Linked DNA regions of Zea mays: all the other regions are linked to region 3. The links are chromatin contacts, called in public Hi-C maps. All regions are on one chromosome and are shown on one strand. The core of a region is the stretch at or near the end of the contact, and the rest is flanking DNA. Distances in the headings are between cores, read along the strand shown. Region 1 holds the start of LOC103625842 (probable xyloglucan glycosyltransferase 9). Region 2 holds the start of LOC100285864 (thiol disulfide interchange protein txlA). Region 3 holds the start of LOC100285443 (EMB2756).

What was found. Hi-C and Micro-C count contacts between places; a contact is called where the count stands out from the background.
Region 1: a Hi-C map of bundle sheath shows a contact between it and region 3, with 2.8 times the contacts expected there. The contact joins the promoter of LOC103625842 here to the promoter of LOC100285443 in region 3. A contact is called at or near these places in 2 of 25 Hi-C or Micro-C datasets (bundle sheath and tassel).
Region 2: a Hi-C map of tassel shows a contact between it and region 3, with 2.4 times the contacts expected there. The contact joins the promoter of LOC100285864 here to the promoter of LOC100285443 in region 3. A contact is called at or near these places in 3 of 25 Hi-C or Micro-C datasets (ear, seedling and tassel) and 1 of 3 datasets of contacts at active chromatin or transcription factors (leaf).

What each region holds. Positions count from the first base shown.
Region 1 is chr5:5,937,033-5,941,053 of Zm-B73-REFERENCE-NAM-5.0, forward strand. It overlaps LOC103625842 (probable xyloglucan glycosyltransferase 9), which reads left to right and starts at 2,531. Exons shown (of 4, transcript XM_023300102.2): 1 at 2,531-3,768; 2 at 3,868-4,021. The coding sequence starts at 3,001.
Region 2 is chr5:6,271,775-6,275,488 of Zm-B73-REFERENCE-NAM-5.0, forward strand. LOC100285864 (thiol disulfide interchange protein txlA) reads left to right here and starts at 1,278. Exons shown (of 5, transcript NM_001158754.2): 1 at 1,278-1,507; 2 at 1,785-2,000; 3 at 2,509-2,612; 4 at 2,869-3,213; 5 at 3,602-3,714. The coding sequence starts at 1,331. The coding sequence ends at 3,151.
Region 3 is chr5:6,137,950-6,141,937 of Zm-B73-REFERENCE-NAM-5.0, forward strand. LOC100285443 (EMB2756) reads left to right here and starts at 1,784. Exons shown (of 6, transcript NM_001158336.3): 1 at 1,784-2,214; 2 at 2,886-3,088; 3 at 3,363-3,539; 4 at 3,624-3,779; 5 at 3,984-3,988. The coding sequence starts at 1,896.

The DNA of each region.
Region 1 (4,021 bases), core at 1,281-3,780, 200 kb before region 3:
TTTGTTCGGTACTATTTGTCGCTACTTTTTTTTTCAAGTAAAGAAAGGATATGCCATGACGCTTAGGTTCGCATTCCGGATGCCCCCAAAATGTAATATGGCAAAACGCTGGATCGCATTTTGGCAGGACACTTGTGTAGCCGTGTCTCTTCCCGCGTGAACACCTGCATTCGCGGCGGGCGGTGAGGGCGTGGGACGACGAGAGTAGCTAGACTACGCGTCGGCGAGGGTGTGCTGGCAGCGGCGAGGTCACGGCCGGAACTGGGCCCACGCAGACAGGCTAGAGACTTATCTGCACAGTGCCACAGTGGAGGTGACGACAAGGCGAGGCGGGGCCTGCTGTTAATTGCCGATTTGGCATGTGTTGTGTTACGTGACATTGCAAGCGGAAAGACCCCTAGGTTCAGGCACTTTTCCCCTGCCGCACCGCACGGTTCCTCTGCCTGCCTCCTTGTCCTCGCTCCTTCGCCAAGAATAAATTTACCATCAGCTACCGCGTATTATGTAGACCAAGAATAGACTTACATGTACGTGGATTGTTATACAGATACATTTCCTAGTCCATTATAGGAAAACCATAACATAATCTATATTGTATCTTGTTAAAGTCAACGTAAATTCGCTCAGTCCACACTGAGTTTGCGTGGACTTGCCCTAAATCAATTATTATTAACTTTGACCGAATATGCTAGACATTTTATAAGATTTTATAACATAAAAGTAAACTCACTAAATCCATCATCAGTCCTACTATGCTTTACTTTAAAACAGTATGATTTTACATGTATTATCCGTTAAAATTTAATTAGAATGACTCAGAACAAGCTCTAGAACGACGGACTCATGTGACCGAAGGGGGTACAAAGCTGACAATAATGTCGCTGTCAGAACGGGAAACGAACAAGTAATGTAACGAACAAGCTAGCGACAGCGAGCACCACACAGCAGATGTCGTTGTAGGTGGCCTCGCTCTCACAGTCACACTCACGTGCGGCGTTCCCGGCCGGCATGTGGGTCGGTCGCGCGCCTGGAGCCAACCGACCGAGACGGGGTGGGCGCGGGCAACAACAGCACGTGGAATTTAAATCAGTTCATGCGTGCATAAGGTTCACAGCCGTGCCGATCGGATTCGGTCGCTACCTTCAGCTCGGCGACGGCAAGGAGGAAAGAGAGCTCTTGGGCGTGCAACCGAAGAACCTGTCCGCCGCTCCTCTGTTTGCTCTCTGCCGCCACTTTTAGACTGCTGCCACCGACATGTCGTTAGCCTCTCTCAGATCGTCTTCTTCCCCTTGTCTGATAGCCCGATACCGATGTGTGATGTGACACTGATCACAGAGCTCAAGCTTTTACCACTAGTACCAGTTCGTGACAGAACCAAACGCGATCGATCAAACATACTAACGCAGTAACGCACATGTTATGAAGGGGGCCTATTGGAACGACGTCACACCGAGGCGTCCATCGATGGTTATCTTGAATAGCTAGTTGAAGTTGGAGCTAAGAGAACAATAAAAATAGTAATTTATCTCAGCACTAATATTTGGTTAGCCATTTGATACGCCCTTAAAGCATACTCCCTCCGTTTCTTTTTATTTGTCGCTGGATAGTGCAATTTTACACTATCCAGCGACAAATAAAAAGAAACGGAGGGAGTACTTAGCTATATTAAACCGTCGTTTAGCACGTGGAACGAGAGAGGGGCAAGGAATTTTTCTGGGAAATGGCACTGCACTAGTATACTAGTAGTCGGAGAATTAAAAATTCGAACCAAAAAGAAAAGAAAAGAAAGAAACATTGGGCATATCTCTGCCGTTGACGTTTGGACAGTACTATATAAACAAGCGAATATTCGTCGCGGCTCGAGGCCACCTGGTACTGGTCCTCCTCTCGTTGCTCACGTACTTGGCGTTCCCGCGCAGTCCAAACGATAGTTTTAAATGCGTCACGAGGCTGGTAATCCTCGTCCATGGATCACCCAAGCACTCTATTAGCAGTCTGCTAGCTAGTTCAGACGGCTACATGTAAGTGTTTAGGGAAATGTAAATTTCTTTTCGGAGGGTCCGTTTGATTGAAGAGCCATAGAATTAAAGCGGTTCTATTTCAGATTTAGACACCGGAGCGGCTCTATCCTAGATTTTAACGGTGAGGTGAAATTATTCTATTTTCCGTTAGGGCCGACTGCAAAAAAAAGGTGAAGTAGAATGGCTTCGTTCAACCGTTATTTTGGAGCGAGCTCGATCTAAATCATATGGAAATGTTTCTGATTTAGAGTCGCTCTATTCTAAAAACTCCGTTGGTTCTCCGACCAAATGTATAATGGATTAATGGAGCGGCTTTATCTCATCTCACCCTTGGAAACAAACGCACCCGAAAGGACCTCTACCTAAATGGATTAATCCACGTGTGCCCAAAGATGCCACGAAAGGATCTCTTATCCTAATGTTTCCTCTTCTTTTGCCCTCCACCACCTGCCATGCCATGTCTAACCCACAGAAGCCGCGTAATTAACGCCCTACTTAAAAGCCTTACCAAACCAAGGCCGGAAGAAGGAATACTCAACCAAAACTAGTCGCTGCGAAAAACCACAGACACGCGGAAGGACAAGCGAACATCGAAAGTATTGTGGGCTTCCCGTCCGACCGAGCTCTCGACTCTCTCTCTCCCAAGACGTGTTGAGCTGTTTCCCAGTCCTTCGTCACCTTCCCTCCGCTCAGACTCACCAGCGCAGCTCCCCCCATCCTCTTCTCTTGTTCATAAGCCCACTCACAAACAGAAGTGGAGCGGAGCTTCTGCAGAGTACCACTAGCACTAGTAAGTAACCTTGGGGATTTTCCTGTGAGAAGAGAGACTGGCATTGGAGTGCAGTTAGCGGAGCCAAAAAGGAAGGGAAGCCCAGGATTAGCGTTTGGCGGATAGAGTGGCTATTTCGTGAGAAGGGAGAGAGAAGGAGAGGCGTGGCCTAGGCCGGCGGACGCGGCGGCTTTCTTGGACCGGCCATTGATGGCGCCGTGCAGCGGCTTGTGGGGCGGCAAGGCCGGCGGCGACGCCTACCGGGGCACGCCGGTGGTGGTCAAGATGGAGAACCCCAACTGGTCGATCTCCGAGATCTCGTCTCCGGAGGACGACGACGACGACGAGGACATCTTGGCCGCCGCCGGCGGCCGCCGCCGCAAGGGGGCCCGCACCAAGAACGCCAAGCAGATCAGGTGGGTGCTGCTCCTCAAGGCGCACCGCGCCGCCGGGTGCCTCGCCTCGCTGGCCTCCGCCGCCGTCGCGCTGGGCGCCGCGGCCAGGCGCAGGGTGGCCGCGGGGAGGACCGACGCCGACGCCGACGCCGACGCCGGCGTGCTGGCCGTCGCCGGCGAGAGCCCCGTGGTGCGCTCCGGGTTCTACGCCTTCATCAGGGCCTTCCTCGTCGTCTCCCTGCTCCTGCTGGCCGTCGAGGTCGCGGCGTACATCAACGGCTGGGACCTCGCCGCCTCCGCGCTCGCCCTCCCCGCCCTCGGCCTCGAGTCGCTGTACGCCTCCTGGCTGCGCTTCCGCGCCGCCTACGTTGCGCCGGGGATACAGTTCCTCACCGACGCCTGCGTCGTGCTCTTCCTCGTCCAGAGCGCCGACCGCCTCATCCTGTGCCTTGGCTGCTTCTACATCCGCGTCAAGCGCATCAAGCCCGAGCCGAAGTCCCCGGCATTACCTGATGCGGAGGACCCCGATGCCGGGTACTACCCCATGGTACTTGTCCAGATACCAATGTGCAACGAGAAGGAGGTTGGTGCAGTTGTCTTTCTCGCTCTAAATAAGCAGTTTTAGTCACCTACCTTCCAGTCTTTTTTTTTTGACAATTGGTTTGCTGTTGGGTTTGTTCAGGTGTATCAACAATCAATTGCGGCCGTGTGCAACCTTGACTGGCCGAAATCCAGCTTCTTGGTCCAGGTGCTGGATGACTCCGATGACCTACTGACACAGGCTCTGATCAGAGAAGAGGTGGCCAAATGGCAGCAGCAAGGTGCCCGGATTGTGT
Region 2 (3,714 bases), core at 28-2,527, 130 kb after region 3:
TATTTGTCGCTGGATAGTGCAAAATTACACTATCCAGCGACAAATAAAAAGAAACGGAGGGGGTACTTGATACTGTTTTTATACCACAGAAGACGTTTCTAACCGTCTAAGAGTACGGACGAAAGTTACAGGGTTAGATTACAATATAAAGAGTACTAGTAAATATTTATAATTCATGAAAATATACCCAAAAGTAATTTTAAAAAAAACATCTAGCTCTAACAAATTGAGACAAATATATTAAAAAGACAGGAAACTAACTAACAATACTTTTCTAATCAATGGATAACCAAGTTTATAACTCTGCATTGTGAAATTAATATATACAACCAGCATGAATGTCACATACATTGATATTAAATGCATTTATGATGGTTGTGTCTTTTGGTTATGTAAAGTTTTTCAAAACATGCTAGAATGTTATTAGAATGAAATTTATATGCTTTAGATTTTTTTTTTGTTTTCCTATAGATAAATCTTTTTTAAAAGTTTTTAAAAGTGTTTCCATGAGCTCTAGATATTTTATTTCATCCCAACCTATCTTAAGACTTTTATTTTACAATGTTTAAAAGTTTAGATGTTTTTTTGTTCTAATATCCTTATCGAGCTTTTATAGAAAGTACCGAAAATACCAAAGTTGTCTTCAAACCCCCTTTAAAGTAGGGCGAAGAGGTGATTTGAATAGTTTCGAGAGGCCGATGAGTAAGATATTTGTTTTTAGAGGTTGAGAGTGGTAGACTGTGACGTAATCCAGAGAGGTAAAATAGACCTTTTTTTCATACAAACGCATAAAACATAATACGATCCTTGGATAAATCTTTAAGATTCATGTGCAGATGTGTTTAGATTGCCACGTGTCGCAACATATTTGTTAAGTTCAATACTGGGACGAATTGAAATGCATGGCATGATTGTTTGATAAATTTTTAAGTCACAAATCATCTACATAACTATATAAAATATGATAAATATCGTTGGAAGGTACGAACTTGTTTATTTGTACGATAAAAAAGCTTTGATGAAAAAAGAAGGGCCGGTACGTGCTTTTATTCTTTTATTAGGCCGGACATATCATCCCTATTGGACCGATCGCGTGTTGCTTGTGCGGTATGGACCGATTGGGTTACTGCTTCTCTGCCTTACGTGTTGGGCCTTTCCAAAGCCCATAATTGCCCAGTCCTCATGCATCGCACGATTCCGGGCTGCGTGGCGCCACGCTGGCCACCCACATCATCCTTCTCCAGTTCTCCTCCGCCTCTCCGGGTTTGACTCTGCTGCGAGCCCGAACCCGAAGCAGCAGAGCTGCAAAATCTAGTCTAGAGCGAAAGAAATGGCGAGCGTGGCCTCCGCGAGGTGTTACGGCCTTCTCCTCCCGCCAAGCTTCGCCGGAGCACGGTGCTGCTCCCGTCCGTCCTCTTCGCTCCGTCTGCGGCCGCGGTGGGGCCTGCGCCGGCCGAGGACCCCCCTCGCCTGCGTCGCGCCGCCCGACTCCGCGGAGCCACAGACGGTGCGTTTTCTTAGCACACCAAAGACCCACCTACCTCAAGTTATTTCCCTGCATACAAAATGAAGCTGTGGAAATTATTATTTTCCAAAGCAATTACGAGGAAAACCTAGTCTACTAAGTCAATACTCTTCCAAGTCCCAACCTGTGTAGATGGTAGAAGGCAGAAACAAGTTACTGGGATTTTGCAGTCTTGAGCCAATACTCTTGCTTGGTTATACCTCAATCACCCATTGAGAAGTATGGACTGACGCACTGACGTGGTATTTTCCTTCCACAGGATGAGCAGGCTGTGAAAGCTGAATCTATCCAAGAAGATGCTCCGACTAGTACACCCGAGGATGCTGGGCTTCCAGCTCTCCCGAATAAGGATCTCAACAGAAGGGTAGCACTACTGTCCACTCTTGGAGCGGTGGCTCTGTTTGCATCCCAGAGGCTCAATCTTAGCGAGGCATCTCTTAAAGATCTTGCAGCCAATTCGGTTCCATATGAAGAGGTCAGCATTTTTGTCCTTGATGTGCATTATGTGCCTGGTGAAAATGCTAGAGTTCATATACTCGAACCAATACTACGCTTTGTGTTTATTTAGTTAATTGGTTGGTTTCCAAAAACAAAAGTGATTGGCTGGTATTTACAAACGGTGGTGTTACTGTATCATTCTTTGCAATTGTTGTTCATGATATGCAGAATAGTAACTGACTGGAAAAGTGGAAAGTAATAATTTCAGTAGACAAAGCAATGTATTTTTCTTCTTTTTCTCTGCCCTGTTACTGAATCCATGCATCTTCGGTTACTTCAAGTCGTATTGGTATTCTTTGTTTGATACGTGATTCATCTAGTTCCTGCCATATGTTACTAGCATTTTCTTATTAATCTATTCCATTTTGTTGACTGTCAAATTTATTTTGACCAAAAACCCTGCTAAGCTGGAATCACATTATTCTGTAGATGTTTTTCTTCACCATGAATGTATATGAAACTTAACCTGATAAATCCATCCGCAGGCTCTTTCAAATGGCAGGCCCACTGTGGTTGAGTTTTATGCAGACTGGTGCGAGGTCTGCAGAGAATTAGCTCCGGATATCTACAAAGTGGAACAGCAATACAAGTAACGTGTTTTCAGACCACTTTTCACATTTTTGCACTTTAAACCTCAAATAACAACTGTGGCTCATTTCATAGAAGCAATGCTTCTCCATGATTTTATCATGTTGCCTATCCTATTAACCGCACTTGATTGGACCTTCTGTTGACCAAGATCGTCAAAACACAATTATTTTTTACGAAGACCATCTTCGAATCCGTTGCCTTTATTTATCCGATTCTCGCCAATCCTATTTACACATCTCGAGCGTTCTTTCCAGGGACCGTGTCAATTTTGTGATGCTGAATGTTGACAACACGAAGTGGGAGCAAGAGCTTGACGAGTTCGGGGTGGAAGGCATTCCTCACTTCGCCTTTCTGGATAAGGAAGGAAACGAGGAAGGCAATGTTGTCGGGAGACTTCCAAAGCAGTATTTCCTTGACAACGTGGTTGCGCTTGCTTCTGGTGATCCCGAGATACCGCACGCACGAGTGGTCGGTCAGTTCTCGAGCGCTGAATCTAGGAAAGTTCATCAAGTCGCTGATCCCAGAAGTCATGGCTAGCAGTAGTTGTTTTCTATGTGGACAGCTGTAATCATAGTTCTAATGCCAAGACCGTTTGACAAGTAAGCCTTTCTTTCCCTTAATCTCTTTATCAGGTCATTAATAAGTATGTGTGTCATGCAACCTTTTTTGGAATAAAATAGCTCAGTTAGTTTTTTTTAAAAAAAAAATGCCCAGGCCGTGTAGTGTAGTTCTTTCAGGCCTGTTCAAGAGTTTATAACTTTAACAAGATAGTATTGTAGGTTACCACAAGTTCACAGTTTTTTTTTTCACATTTAAATGGCTTCCTGGCAACAAAAAAAACATTGGTCCTTTTGCCTTTTGTGAAGGAAAGTATTTTAACCAGGCTATGGAGCTAATTTGAAATTGCCTTAATATAAAGAAATGAACCACAGCAAGTGGAATTGACACTTCATGACTGTGATCTACACCAATTTTCATAAGTTACAGTCTTGTTTTTTTGCAGGAGGAGATCCTAGGCTATATACTATAGTTCATTCAGCCCTCCCTGTATCGAACATGCGGGCGCTGCAAAGAGCTGGTAGATTCCACAAAACCCGGAA
Region 3 (3,988 bases), core at 534-3,033:
CACTCCACCGCGCACGAGATCGCACCCAGTTGCCGGCGGCGTACACCCCGCCGACGGTCGCCGATAGGCTACGCCGGCGTGCGCCTTGTGCTGTCCACGCCGACCGCAAATCGCACGTAACTGTCATGTCTGTCAACCTACGCCACCGTTGTGTCCCCTCCCCTTACACATGAGGCGGGCAGACGAGGCCGCGCGCGACGCTGTCTGTCGGGGCGCGCGGACGAGAACGCCGCGTCATCGTGAGCGAGACCGGTCACGCGATTGTGAACTCCCTGCCGGCACGGTGTGCTGGAAGTGGAAGCTGCGGGTTTTGCTTTGGCAAAGCTGTGGGCTGGTCGCCTGGTTCAGCTGCGCCTCCGTGCTCGCCCACCATAATTGGGTCTCCCAGCAAATTTGGCGGTGGTTGGGCTTCTGGACGGAGATCGAAGAGTGAGTGACACAGAACCAGATTGCGTTGCGACGTGGTAGCTGCAGTGGAGTGGGGACCATCGTGCTGACTCGGGGAGAGTGATTGGGGAATGTCGGGAACAATTCTTTTCTGTTTCAGAAAGTAGTTGCATTGCAGTCATGATAAGTATTATCTGCAATTTGGATAGATAGCACAAACTGTGGTATCATCAGTTTATAAACTCCCTAAATGTCTACAGGATTACATACCGCTGACCTAGAGGTTAATTTCCAGCCGTTTTCTTATCAGGCTGGTTTGCACAAGCATACAACATGACACACCTATTATTATTGTGAACTGGAAGCGCAAATTCAATCATGTCAACTGGCCTAGTTGAAGATGTTTGTTTGATCAACTGTGCTTACTGAATTGTTTCGAAATATGCAGGGTTATATCTGCACTTCTGCAGGGAAATCCAATGTGGACGGAGTACTGCAATGTACCCTTGATGACTCTAGGGTTTGAGAACAACTATGACGTCTTTGTGAAAGTACATGGGGGTGGTCTCTCAGGAGTCAGGCCAGGGGCCCAGGCAATTTGCCTTGGCGTTGCCCGTTAGCCCGTACCTTAGTGAAGAACTGAAGAATATCAGCAATGCCAACAGAGTTCCTCTGAAGTCAGAAGATTTGCTGACAAGGGATTAGAGATACTCGTGCTTGTTTAGAAGAGGATTGGATGGACTAAAATCGAGATTTTAGCCTCTTCAATCCTCTGCAGCATCTTTGCTCCCAAATTAAAAGGAAGGCACGCAAGCGGCCCCAGTTCTCCAGCTCTGTTGGTCAAATATATTCTGCATTGGTGGAACTTGTTTTTAATTGGCAGGCTAGTAAAGTATACTGTTTAGGATAGAGCTGAAATTTGGAACCATTCCAAACACCTCAAGAATGAAGTGCTTTAGGCTTTGTTCGTTTGTGTCGGATTGATGGATCGGAACGATTCCTAACCGAATTGTTTCTCTAATTTATATAAACTTTGATTAGCTGGAACGATTACAGTTGCAATTCGATCAATTCGATAGAAACGAACAAGGCCTTATAAAGAACGGATGTTAACTCGATTGGCACAAGACACCAGTATGAAAGATAGTATGAAAATGGAGGATTTTTTAGATGAAGAATGGAAGCCGGTGAATCATGATCTGCTCGTTTCTAGCACTTCTGGTTTTATACTACACACAAAACACAGGACAAAAAAAAACTGCTCATGATGTGCCAACAGAGAAAAAACACAGAAAAACACCGCGTAGACCAAAGCATACCATCCGGATTACGGAATGACGCAGCCCAGCCCAGCCCAACTCAACCCAAAAGCATACCATCCGGAATGACGCAGCCCATCCCAACACAGAGCACTTTGGACACCAGTGAAGAGCAACAGTCCCTCCCCCCCTGACCCCACGCCCTCCGTGCCGTGCCCACTCCTCTCCCCGCAGCTTCGGGCCCCTGCCATGCCGTCCTCGTCGTCGCTGATCCATGGCATCTCCATCTCCGTCTCCGACGACGACGAGGCCACCGGCAAGGTGCGCGTCCGCGTCCGCCGCAAGCGCTCCCGCGGCCCCGCATCCGCTTCGGCGCGCCGCCGCCGCATCCTCTTCCGCGCCGCGCGGCTGGGCGTGCCGCTCCTCCTCGCCGCCCTCGCCGTGTGCCTCCTCCTCTACGAGTCCTACCGCCTCACGCCTTCCCGCTCCTCCACACTGCCTCCGCCGTCCTTCGCGGACATCAGCCGCCTCTCCCGCAACGCCCGCGCCGCCGATGGCGCCAGGAAGTGTAAGCCCACACTCGATCCTTAAACCCTCATAATTCCTGTCGATAGAGCCGCGTCTTAGTATAATTATTTGTTTGGTACTTTTAATTCGTGAATGCGTACTGTGACTGTATTATAATGCTGTGCTCAGTTCGTTCAGTTGTCTGTTTGTTTACAGTAAACTAGTAAAATGATTTTTTTATTAGGGTACAAATGTAGACCTGCTTAATTCCATTATTAGTTTTATATATGTTGACGTTGAGGTCTTGGTGGTGTGGTTGATATTATCTGATTTGTTACTCCTAGTCTTTATTGTGTAATATCCACCTGCGATCTGCAAATCTAATGTTGCTACAGTGATGAGTTGGGCACAAACAATCTCAGATTTGTTTCCGCACCAGGTTATGTATAAAACCGAGAACAGCTGTTAATAATGCTGGTTGGCTAAAGTAATCTGGAGAGGGACTTACAATACTGTACTGTTTCGACCTGGACGAGCAAAAACTGAAGCTAAAGTGTTCTTTGTTTAGTACTTTTAGCTCACATATTTTACTGATCATTCTGGTTTCTTATGGTTATAACAAAGTTCTGTTTCCTTTTATGTAGCATTCCTTTTTTTGCACTTGTAGAATCTCACGATACAATAACTAAGACATGTACTCTGCTTATAATTAAAGCATTGTTGCACTTACAGCATGCCTGAAGTTTCTTGATCCTGAGAAGCTTCAAAATTTGGAACTTCCAGAAATTCCTGAAACAAATTTGTCGATGAAGGAAGTTCTGTACAGATCAAGTCTGCCCCATATCGTCAATGATACACCACCACATACAGAGAATTCCCGGTTCAACTTGTTCACAGGATACCAGACACTCACTGAACGAGAAGAAAGCTTCAAGGTTAACTTTTTGAGCATTTACATTTCAGTGAGTCTTTGGATATCGCCTCAGATGTTCTAGTTACTCAGAAACTTCAATCTGTTGAAAGTACGGAACCATGATATGTAATTGGTTCCAGTTTACAATCTTTAGATAGAAGGTGGCATGTATCTCCGTGTTCCCATTTGGCAACCACCCACAAAGTAGAATCACATTTTTACAATGTATGTTTAATTATATTGTTTTAAACTTTTAATGCATGCAATTCCTATGACATTGTGACTGAATGTTACAGATGAAGAAAAGTGTGACAGTGCACTGTGGCTTTTATAATGAAAATGGAGGGTTCAGAGTTTCTGATGTTGACAGAGAATATATGAGATCCTGTGAAGTAGTTGTTGCAACTTGTGCATTTGGTGGAGGTGACGACCTTCATCAGCCTATAGGGATGACCGAAAATTCCATCAGAAAGGTATCTTGTCACTCTTGTATTGGAGGCTATTATCTTCAGTTGTTTTTCCCTGTTTGTTGACATATGCTTGGGATTTTTTTATAGGTTTGCTATGTAGCTTTCTGGGATGAAGTCACCCGTGCAGCTCAAGAGGAGGAAGGACACACGATCAGTGAAGACCTCGTGATTGGCCTATGGCGGATCATTCTTGTTAGCGATCTTCCTTTCTCAGATCAACGGTTGAATGGGAAAATTCCTAAGGTAGAAGTTGGAAATTTTCATTGTGTCTTTTGTTGTAGAGAAAACAGAATGCAGTGTACTGATGTTCTGTTTTAGTCTTTGCCCTCTGGTATTCCCGAACAAGAGAAAAATAGCACATATATTAGTATCAGTGTTTCTATACTGCTGCATACTATTATCAGTTTTTAATTACTGACTCCGTTTTTGGTGAATGTTCCTTTTCAGCTGAT